Regions from separate parts of the Zea mays genome. Here region 1 is linked to region 2. Evidence: chromatin contacts called from public Hi-C data. All regions are on one chromosome and are shown on one strand. The core of a region is the stretch at or near the end of the contact, and the rest is flanking DNA. Distances in the headings are between cores, read along the strand shown. Region 1 holds the start of LOC100191716. Region 2 holds the start of LOC542063 (barley mlo defense gene homolog 5).

What was found. Hi-C and Micro-C count contacts between places; a contact is called where the count stands out from the background.
Region 1: a Hi-C map of ear shows a contact between it and region 2, with 1.7 times the contacts expected there. The contact joins the promoter of LOC100191716 here to the promoter of LOC542063 in region 2. A contact is called at or near these places in 2 of 25 Hi-C or Micro-C datasets (ear and leaf).

What each region holds. Positions count from the first base shown.
Region 1 is chr3:174,644,195-174,648,600 of Zm-B73-REFERENCE-NAM-5.0, reverse strand. LOC100191716 reads left to right here and starts at 1,771. Exons shown (of 3, transcript NM_001328205.1): 1 at 1,771-2,281; 2 at 2,500-2,768; 3 at 3,391-4,406. The coding sequence starts at 2,041. The coding sequence ends at 4,224.
Region 2 is chr3:174,501,883-174,505,947 of Zm-B73-REFERENCE-NAM-5.0, reverse strand. LOC542063 (barley mlo defense gene homolog 5) reads left to right here and starts at 1,516. Exons shown (of 14, transcript NM_001305849.1): 1 at 1,516-1,966; 2 at 2,084-2,141; 3 at 2,352-2,584; 4 at 3,005-3,121; 5 at 3,214-3,268; 6 at 3,437-3,528; 7 at 3,896-3,970; 8 at 4,050-4,065. The coding sequence starts at 1,835.

The DNA of each region.
Region 1 (4,406 bases), core at 522-3,021, 140 kb before region 2:
TATGGCCATTCGATCACCATCACCCCACACCAGTGCAGTGCAATATATATATATATATATATATATATATATATATATATATATATATATATATATATATATATATATATATATATATATATATATATATATATATATATATATATATATATATATATATATGCGCCCATGCATGCTGCCTTGTCGAGAGTTCCTCGATCGGCAGCTTGCAAATACGCTAGCTATTCTTGGACACTGTCTTCCCTAGCTGACTCTCAGTTTCTGATACGGACCCTCTTGCTCCTACTGCTGCTCCGGGATACGTAGATAGAGCCAGCTCATTAATTCATGCCGTACCATTTCCCTGGCTCAAGGCATCCGCATGGAAGCATCTGGTCTCGTCTCACCACTTCATCCTCACTTCATTCACAGATCTCAACATCCCATGCATCATTCATGCTACTATTCGTTCGGGTCCCATGCATGCTGCATGCACAAATGTCGTCCACACGCGACGCGAGCTAGAGCTATCAGTATCAGCTGATGAAACGAAATGATACTGTGCTGCGCATGCAGCCGCGCAGGGAGGGAGACACAGTTGCTGGTTTCAACGTCCTGCCATGCATGCCGACTGCCGTGCTTGCTTTTCGATCTGCTTTTACCAATAGCTCCTCTCTCTTTTTTTTTTTGCGCGAAAAGCAGCCGTCGAAAGGGACGCATCAGAAGTCAGTCAGAAGCAGCACACAGTGCACGCGGCGGCCGCGCGCGCCTGCAGTAATAACCCAGTTCCATGGACACGCCCGCAGCACTGTAGTACGTGTCGTCTGCGTGGCTTCATGCAAGGCCTGCTTACCCAATTCGAGCATATGCATGCAAGCAAGCAAGCAAGTGGCGCGAGGGGGGATTGGAATCCAAAAGAGAGAGGTTCTGAGAAATCCGGCCAGATTTCACTTCATCACAGATTCACAGTACTCTGTGCTCGTACTCCGTCGCAAATTAAAGTCAGCAACAGCAACCACACTGCAGGTAGCGAGTACGTAGCGAAAAGCATATATATGTGTGTGCGCATGGCCTCCCCCCTGGTTTTGTACATAAACATGTGGAAAAGGCTGGTTGATTAATAGTAGTGTATTGATTAATGTTAGGTTACACTTACATCACAAATACGATCCAGGCGCATGGCAATAACTGTACGTAGCTATCGTGTAGAGACGCAGAGACAGCAGAGAGCACATCAAGGAAGAAAACAATGGCCGAAGCGAATCAATCTAGCGCCATCGCGGGGGCGCGGCTCCTTGTGTGTGCACGTATCGTCTTGTATCATCGGCCGCCAAGGCAAGAAGGCGCGCGCGCAGGGTCCAGTCCAGGCCAGCAAATGGATGGATTGATGCCTGCCGGCGGCAACCGCCCACAGCTGTCCGCTTCCTGAGCCGTCCTTTTCCCCCCTATTAAACTCGCTCCGCCGTCGCTGTCCCTCACTCCACCGCTCCCGCTAGCTCCGGCCGGCCAGCGGGTCCCCCCTCCGCCCCGCGACTGATAATTTCCCACCTCCTCCTAGCTCGGCTCCTCCCGGCCCGTCGCGCGCGCGCGTGTGAGTCGTGACGTGGCGACTGGCGTCAGCAGGCTTCGACCCTGCGTGCGCGCTCTGCTGCGTGCTCGGCTATAGCTAGCTGCGGTGTAGACGAGTGGTTAGAGAGACGGCTGGCCGGGGCCGATCCAAAGTAGGGCGAGATTTTTGGTCGATATATATTGTCCCAGCGACGCCTCCTTTGCCCCTCGTCTCCTCCCCCCCACTTGCACTTGCGACCGCGCGCGAGCAGCAGCGACGTCCCCTTTTTCCTAGAGGAAGCAGCCACAGCCCACTGAGCTCGCTCGCGCGCGCTAGCTACCTACGCACATATCTAGCAGCTACTACCTAGCCAGCAGCAGCTACAGCCGCGCTCGCCGAGGCCGGGGCACAGAGGGTACTACAAAGATATGCGGAGGCAGCAGCCGAGGCCGGGGCAGCAGCGGCGGTAGACGACGACGACGCACACAGACGCGCGCGGTCGATCGGCTATCATGAGCGGAGGCGGCGGCGGCAGGCACGAGAACGGGCACGGCGGCGCGGCGGCTGCAGGTGGAAGCGGAGGAAGCAGCGACGCGCACGAGGACGACCTGGTGATGCCGGGCTTCCGGTTCCACCCCACGGAGGAGGAGCTCATCGAGTTCTACCTCCGCCGGAAGGTGGAGGGCAAGCGCTTCAACGTGGAGCTCATCACCTTCCTCGACCTCTACCGCTACGACCCATGGGAGCTCCCAGGTCCGTGTCCGTCTCCTGCTCTCGTTTTCGTCGTCCCCTCTCCCCATGCCGCGCACACACCAGTTACTCGGATCTTTCTCCCACCGTACCCTTCCAATCTCTCTCGCCCCCCACGCCCCCGACCCCGAACTAACCAGTCTTGTGCTAGAAGCCTAGAATTCGATCTAATCAAGTTGACTAAGGGCTGACGGATGGTCTGCATGCATGTATGCGTGCAGCAATGGCCGCGATTGGGGAGAAGGAGTGGTACTTCTACGTGCCGAGGGACCGCAAGTACCGCAACGGCGACAGGCCCAACCGGGTGACGGCGTCGGGCTACTGGAAGGCCACGGGCGCCGACCGCACCATCAAGGCGGACAACAGCCGCCCCATCGGGCTCAAGAAGACGCTCGTCTTCTACTCCGGCAAGGCGCCCAAGGGCGTCCGCAGCAGCTGGATCATGAACGAGTACCGCCTCCCGCCCGACGACACCGACCGCTACCACAAGGTACGGCATCGTGTCTCGTTCACCATGGCCATCTTCGATTGGCTGGCTCCAATGCAAGAAATCAGCTAATTTTGCCACCAAATCGATGAGTCGTTAGCTAGGAACGAGCTAGGGTTTGGGCTTACTTGCTTTGGGTGAGTTAGTTTTTGCTGTTAGCTAGGTTTTTCCCTTGAATGGAGCAAGCGCCTTCGTTCTCTGAGAAACTACTAGGTATAAATTAGGGTTTGTTCATCTTCCCTTTCTTCCTTCCATGCGCCCATGAGCAATGACGCTGTTCATATAGTTGGCCTCACAGCACACGCCTAGATGCTATCTGTCGATTATACACTCCCCTAGATGCACGAGAGTTTGTGAACCTAGATCCCACGATCCTAGATGTAATCACTGAGATCTGGACTAAAATTGTATCATCTCGTAGCATCTCCGTTTCTGGCTTTCCGATTCGAGCCAGGCTAGGCAGTTTGTTCCTAGCAAGGTACTTCTGAATTCTGATCCCCCTCTAATAACTAGCTAGCTAGTTATACCCATTCATGCTCTCGCACTTGTTCTTTCGTCGCTCAGCTTTATTATTAGCATGATGCATGCCATCTGGATAATTCATGCCGAATTCGCATTGCTTCAGACCGAAATATCCCTCTGCCGCGTGTACAAGCGCACCGGCATCGACGACGGCGGCCACGGGCATCCCGCCTCGGCGCGCTCGACGCCCTCCCGCGGCGTCGTCACGGCGCCGCAGCAAGACAACAAGCAGCAGGCGTCGTCGTCGTCGACGCCCACGCCGCCCACGACCCCGTCCAAGATGATGCAGTTCCTCCACGGCGAGTGCACGTCGTCGCAGCCCGCGGCCATCTGCAGGAACAGTCACCACGCCGCGGCGGCGGCGCACAGCAATAACAAGGCGGCGGCGGCGGGGGCGCAGCGGCAGTCGCAGCTCCTCCCCACGAAGCCGTACTGCAGCGGCTACCAGCAGCTGTCCACAGCGAGCTCTGCTGGCTCTGCCGTGGGGGCGGCCGTCGACCACCACCATCACCAGCAGCAGCAGCAGCAGGCGGGAACGGGAGCCGCGGCGGTGTCGACGTCGTCGTCGTCGTCCAGAAACGCGAGCTACGCGCTCGCCGCCGCGTCCACGTACTCGCTGCTCAGCCTGGTGAACGCCGCCTCCATGGGCGGGTCCGGGTCCGCCGCGGCCATCGACGAGCTCAGTACGCTGGTCGGGCACGTCCACGGCGCGCCGCCGTACTTCAACCACCAGGCCGCCGCCGCAGGCGGCCACGGCCACGGCCACGGCTTCGTCCTCCCCCTGCCGACGACGCCGTCGTCGCAGCAGCCAATGGCGGCGCTCGGGACGCTACCCCTGTCCCTGGCCGCCATATCTGACAAGATCTGGGACTGGAACCCGGTCGGCCCCGACGCGACGGCTAGAGACTACGGCAGCGCCACCGGCGGATTCAAGTGACGGCTAATGAGAGCGGCGCCCGGCCGCATGCACGCCGCAGCTTCGCGCGCACGGGGGGTGGATCTGTGGCGGCGCGCGCGCGCGTGCATTACGATCCTAAATGGTACACAGCTACTACAGAGCCCATGCAGATCTTATTTCTCTCCCTCGCGGTAAATTTGTTCACGGTAAATTCTGAGGAA
Region 2 (4,065 bases), core at 267-2,766:
GTGGCTTCACAACTGTTGAATCGAAGCTATTTATGATGATGATTTCTTGAGAGCTATATGTGTTTAAAGAGATGACTGTGATTACCATGTGGAAATATATTAGGTGTACCTCTATCAAAAAATATGACATATCCATATTAAGGTATCACAATGCAATGTCTTATAAGTTAGGCTCCATTTGAAACCCCTAGAGCATGTTAGAGTGAACGCACTAACCAGTTCAACCCAAAAGATTAAACTGATAGAAGAATGTAACCAATCCCCTTATACACTTCAACACTCCCACTCACGTGCAACTAGATAGAAAGACGCAAATGTGGAAATAAATGGGTGAATGCACAAATAAAGCATCTGCTAGGATTCAAACTCAAGACATTTGACTTCAATACTATGTTAAGTGAATGCATTAACCAGTTGAACCCAAAAGCTTAAGATGATGAGAGAAGGTAGTCATTCTATTTATACACTTCAACAAAGCTAATAGTTAGACAGCTAACAAATTGTTGGATGGGTTGAGCCAACTAATGAACTAATTGTAACATGTGAGTTAGCTAACAATTAGTTAAAGTATTTGGAACCTCTACAACTAGTTTTAACGACTAACTATCAACTCTAGAGATTGCAAACAGGGCCTTATGAATCATCATACTAGTTTTATTTCCAACTTTCTATCTATATAAATAAAATTTTTTATTGAATCAATATGTATGCAAACTATACACAAGATACTTTCTAACATGTTTGTTTTGGGTAGGCTAGTCGCGCATGCCGACAAGACTAAGGCCCTGTTTAAATTCATTAAAGCTAATAATTAGCTGCTAAAATTAGTTACTAACATCCAAACTAGCCAGCTAATAATTTAGCTACCAGCTACTTTTAGCAAAATTTACTAATAGTTAGCCAACTAATACATTTAAACAAAGCCTAAGCAAACAAGGAGGCCCTATATGTCATCCATAGGGGTGGGTAATAGATCACGATTCAAATACTTCTTCACAATAAATTAGAACCTTTAATTAATTTTAGTTCAAAATAAATATGAATAGATTCAGATCATAATCTGATTCGATACTTAAATTTTAGTATAATATAAAATATAGAGCCTATTATCATCTCTAGTCATACGTTGCCTTTTGCCAGGACCAGTAGTAGCTACTTGTCACCTGCTGCATACCTATTCAAGTCACGAAATTTTTCCCATCTTCCGCTTTGATGAGTACTCCTACTATTCACGGTGTTGATAAATTTTTTTCTCTTTCTCACGGCTCACGGCACAAGAGAATGAAGTTTGTGGCCGTTGATTCAGGGCCAGCATTCTCTTCTTTCGGCGAGGTTGTGGCGGGCCAGCCAACTGCCAGCCCTTCACTTCACCGACGCCCCCCGTCTTGTCCTTTGTGCGTGAGCAGGAGCCCTGGAGCAGCCATGGAAACAGCTGCGGGACACGGCATGACGCCATCGGCCATAGTAAACAGCAGCCGTGGTCATCTTTCTCAAAGACACGGACCCGTGCTACTGCCACCGAGCAGTTGGGCCTCCGTTCCATCCATGCGCCGCTGACCTGCCCGGCTGCCGCCACTGCCGGTGCGGCGGTGCGTGCCCGTGCCAGCTGACGGACGGACGGACGGCCGCCGTGATCGATAACGCAATTAGTGCACTATTAAAGCGTTCCGTGTTATTTCCAACCGTCGTACGTTTGGCCAACGACTGGAAAAGCCGGCGCGCTCAGAGCAGGCAAACAAAACCCCACTGCCGGCCCGCGTCCGGGGTTCCGGGCGAACCACTTCACTGCAGCCCGCCCGGAGCCGCGCCGCGAGAGGAGGGAGGGAATCAGTGAATGGCGGATGGCAGCGGGGAATCGGAGTCGACGGCGCTGGAGTTCACGCCGACGTGGATCGTGGCGGCGGTCTGCTCCCTCATCGTGGTCATCTCCCTCGCAGCCGAGAGGTGCCTGCATTACCTCGGCAAGGTAACCGATTTTCCTTGCGTGCGTTCCTGAGCACCGAAACGCCTCGCTCCTCGTCTCCCTCCTGAATTTAATGCCGCACCTTGGTGGCGTCCACTGTCCACTGGCGACGGCTGGCAGACGTTCAAGGGGAAGAACCAGAAGGCGCTCTTCGAGGCTCTCCTCAAGGTCAAAGAAGGTATCGACCTGCTTTTTTTTTTTCTCTCTCTCTGACGTTCAGCCCGTTTCCAGGTGATGTTCTGCAGAAGCTGGGGTTTATGCGCTCCTATCACTATCAAAAAAAAAAAAGCGGAAGCTTTGTTCATCTTGAGTGAATGTGAGCTGTGGTGGCTGCTACAGTAGAGTTCTTCGGGTTTCCTCAACGTATATATCCGATGCTATTTCGCAGAGCTGATGCTTCTGGGGTTCATCTCGCTGCTGCTGACGGTGTTCCAAGGAGTGATGCAGAGGACGTGCATTCCTCCGGGGTGGACCATCTACATGCTCCCATGCCGTAGCGCCAAGGAGCAGGCCGAGCTGAGCCCCACGGAGGCGCACGGCCATGCTGCCGGAATCTTAGGCCTCACCCGCCGGCGTTTGCTTGCCGAGGGCGGGCCTAGGACCCAGCGTTGCCAGAAGAAGGTCGGTGGACGAACTACACATGCACTTGTTGGTCTATCTGATGCTCGTTATAACAGACTATGCTTCCAATCATTGACAAGACAACTTGGATTTTTCTAGATTGTATCATTAAATATCGTGCCTATTATCTATGATATCGTGCCTAATATCTATGACTCGTGACTGATGTAGTATGCGGCTTGTGTGCAACACTAGATAGCAGCACATGGGGATCTTTCTTTATTTCCCCAATTCACATTTTAGACAAGGTGGACACGTTGTGGGAATAGTATAGGGAACACAAATACTTGTCTCTACGTCTACTACAGGATCGAAACTTCTCTTTCAAAAATCTGTAAATGCGTGACATTATGGAGTTACAGAGTCAAGGCTTCAAGGCAACCATGATTTTAGTTCTAACTCCAGCATATTTGTCGACAGGGAGAAGTTCCTTTGTTGTCAGTTGAAGCACTGCATCAGTTGCATATCTTCATTTTCATTCTGGCCATTGCACACGTGATTTTCTGTGTCCTGACTATGCTTCTAGGAAGCGTGAGGGTAAAGTATCGATGGCATTTCACTCATCCGTGCGTAAATCAATCTTAGCTTCATGTAATTCTAACTTTGACTAATTCCACCGTGTTACTCAGATTCGTCAATGGAAACACTGGGAGGATGAGATTCAGAAGGGTGCTACAGACAATGGTAGTAGTATCTCGTTTGCTGCTCATGTTTTGGTTAGCTGATATAAGGAGTACTTGTGGTGTGGTGGTAGCAAGTAGCAATTGTCCTTTTATAAGCAATCTAATCCTCATGGTAATTATTGGATAAATATTAAGGCTCCCTTTTTGGTACAATCCTTTGGAACTATAGGGCCTAGGAAGGTGACCTATGTGCATCAATCTGAATTTATCAGGGAACATTCCAAGGGCATTGGCAGAGATACCACAATGTTGAGCTGGCTGGTAAGAAATGGATTGCATAGCGCTTTCAGTCAAAATAATGTATCTTCTGTCCCAACTACAGCTTATCTAATTTCTAGAGCTTACACTATCATTTTCAACATACAATCTAGTTTGTGTTTGGGCTAGACAGGATAGGCTACCTAGTTTTTCTGACCAACTTGTGCAACCTGCTATGTTGCTGTTTTCTCTTGTCCCTCTTACGCGGTTCCACCTATTAATGGATAACTTACAGTGTTTCGAGAAATAGTCCAAAATACATTTCAATGATTAACATGTATTTCTGTACTACTGCGTCATGAATTCACTTTTATTAAGTACCTAATTATCAAGTATCAGTTTAACCGACTCATTAAGCTTTTACTTTCAGCATTCTTTTCTCAAGCAGTTTTATGGGTCGGTTACTAAATCAGACTACACTACAATGCGACTTGGCTTCATCACGGTAAGGATAACACACAAGAAAAAGAAACTAACGTTTTGTTCCCTTCTCAATCATAACAGGTGGCAATTTTCCTTTGCAGACACATTGTAGGTCAA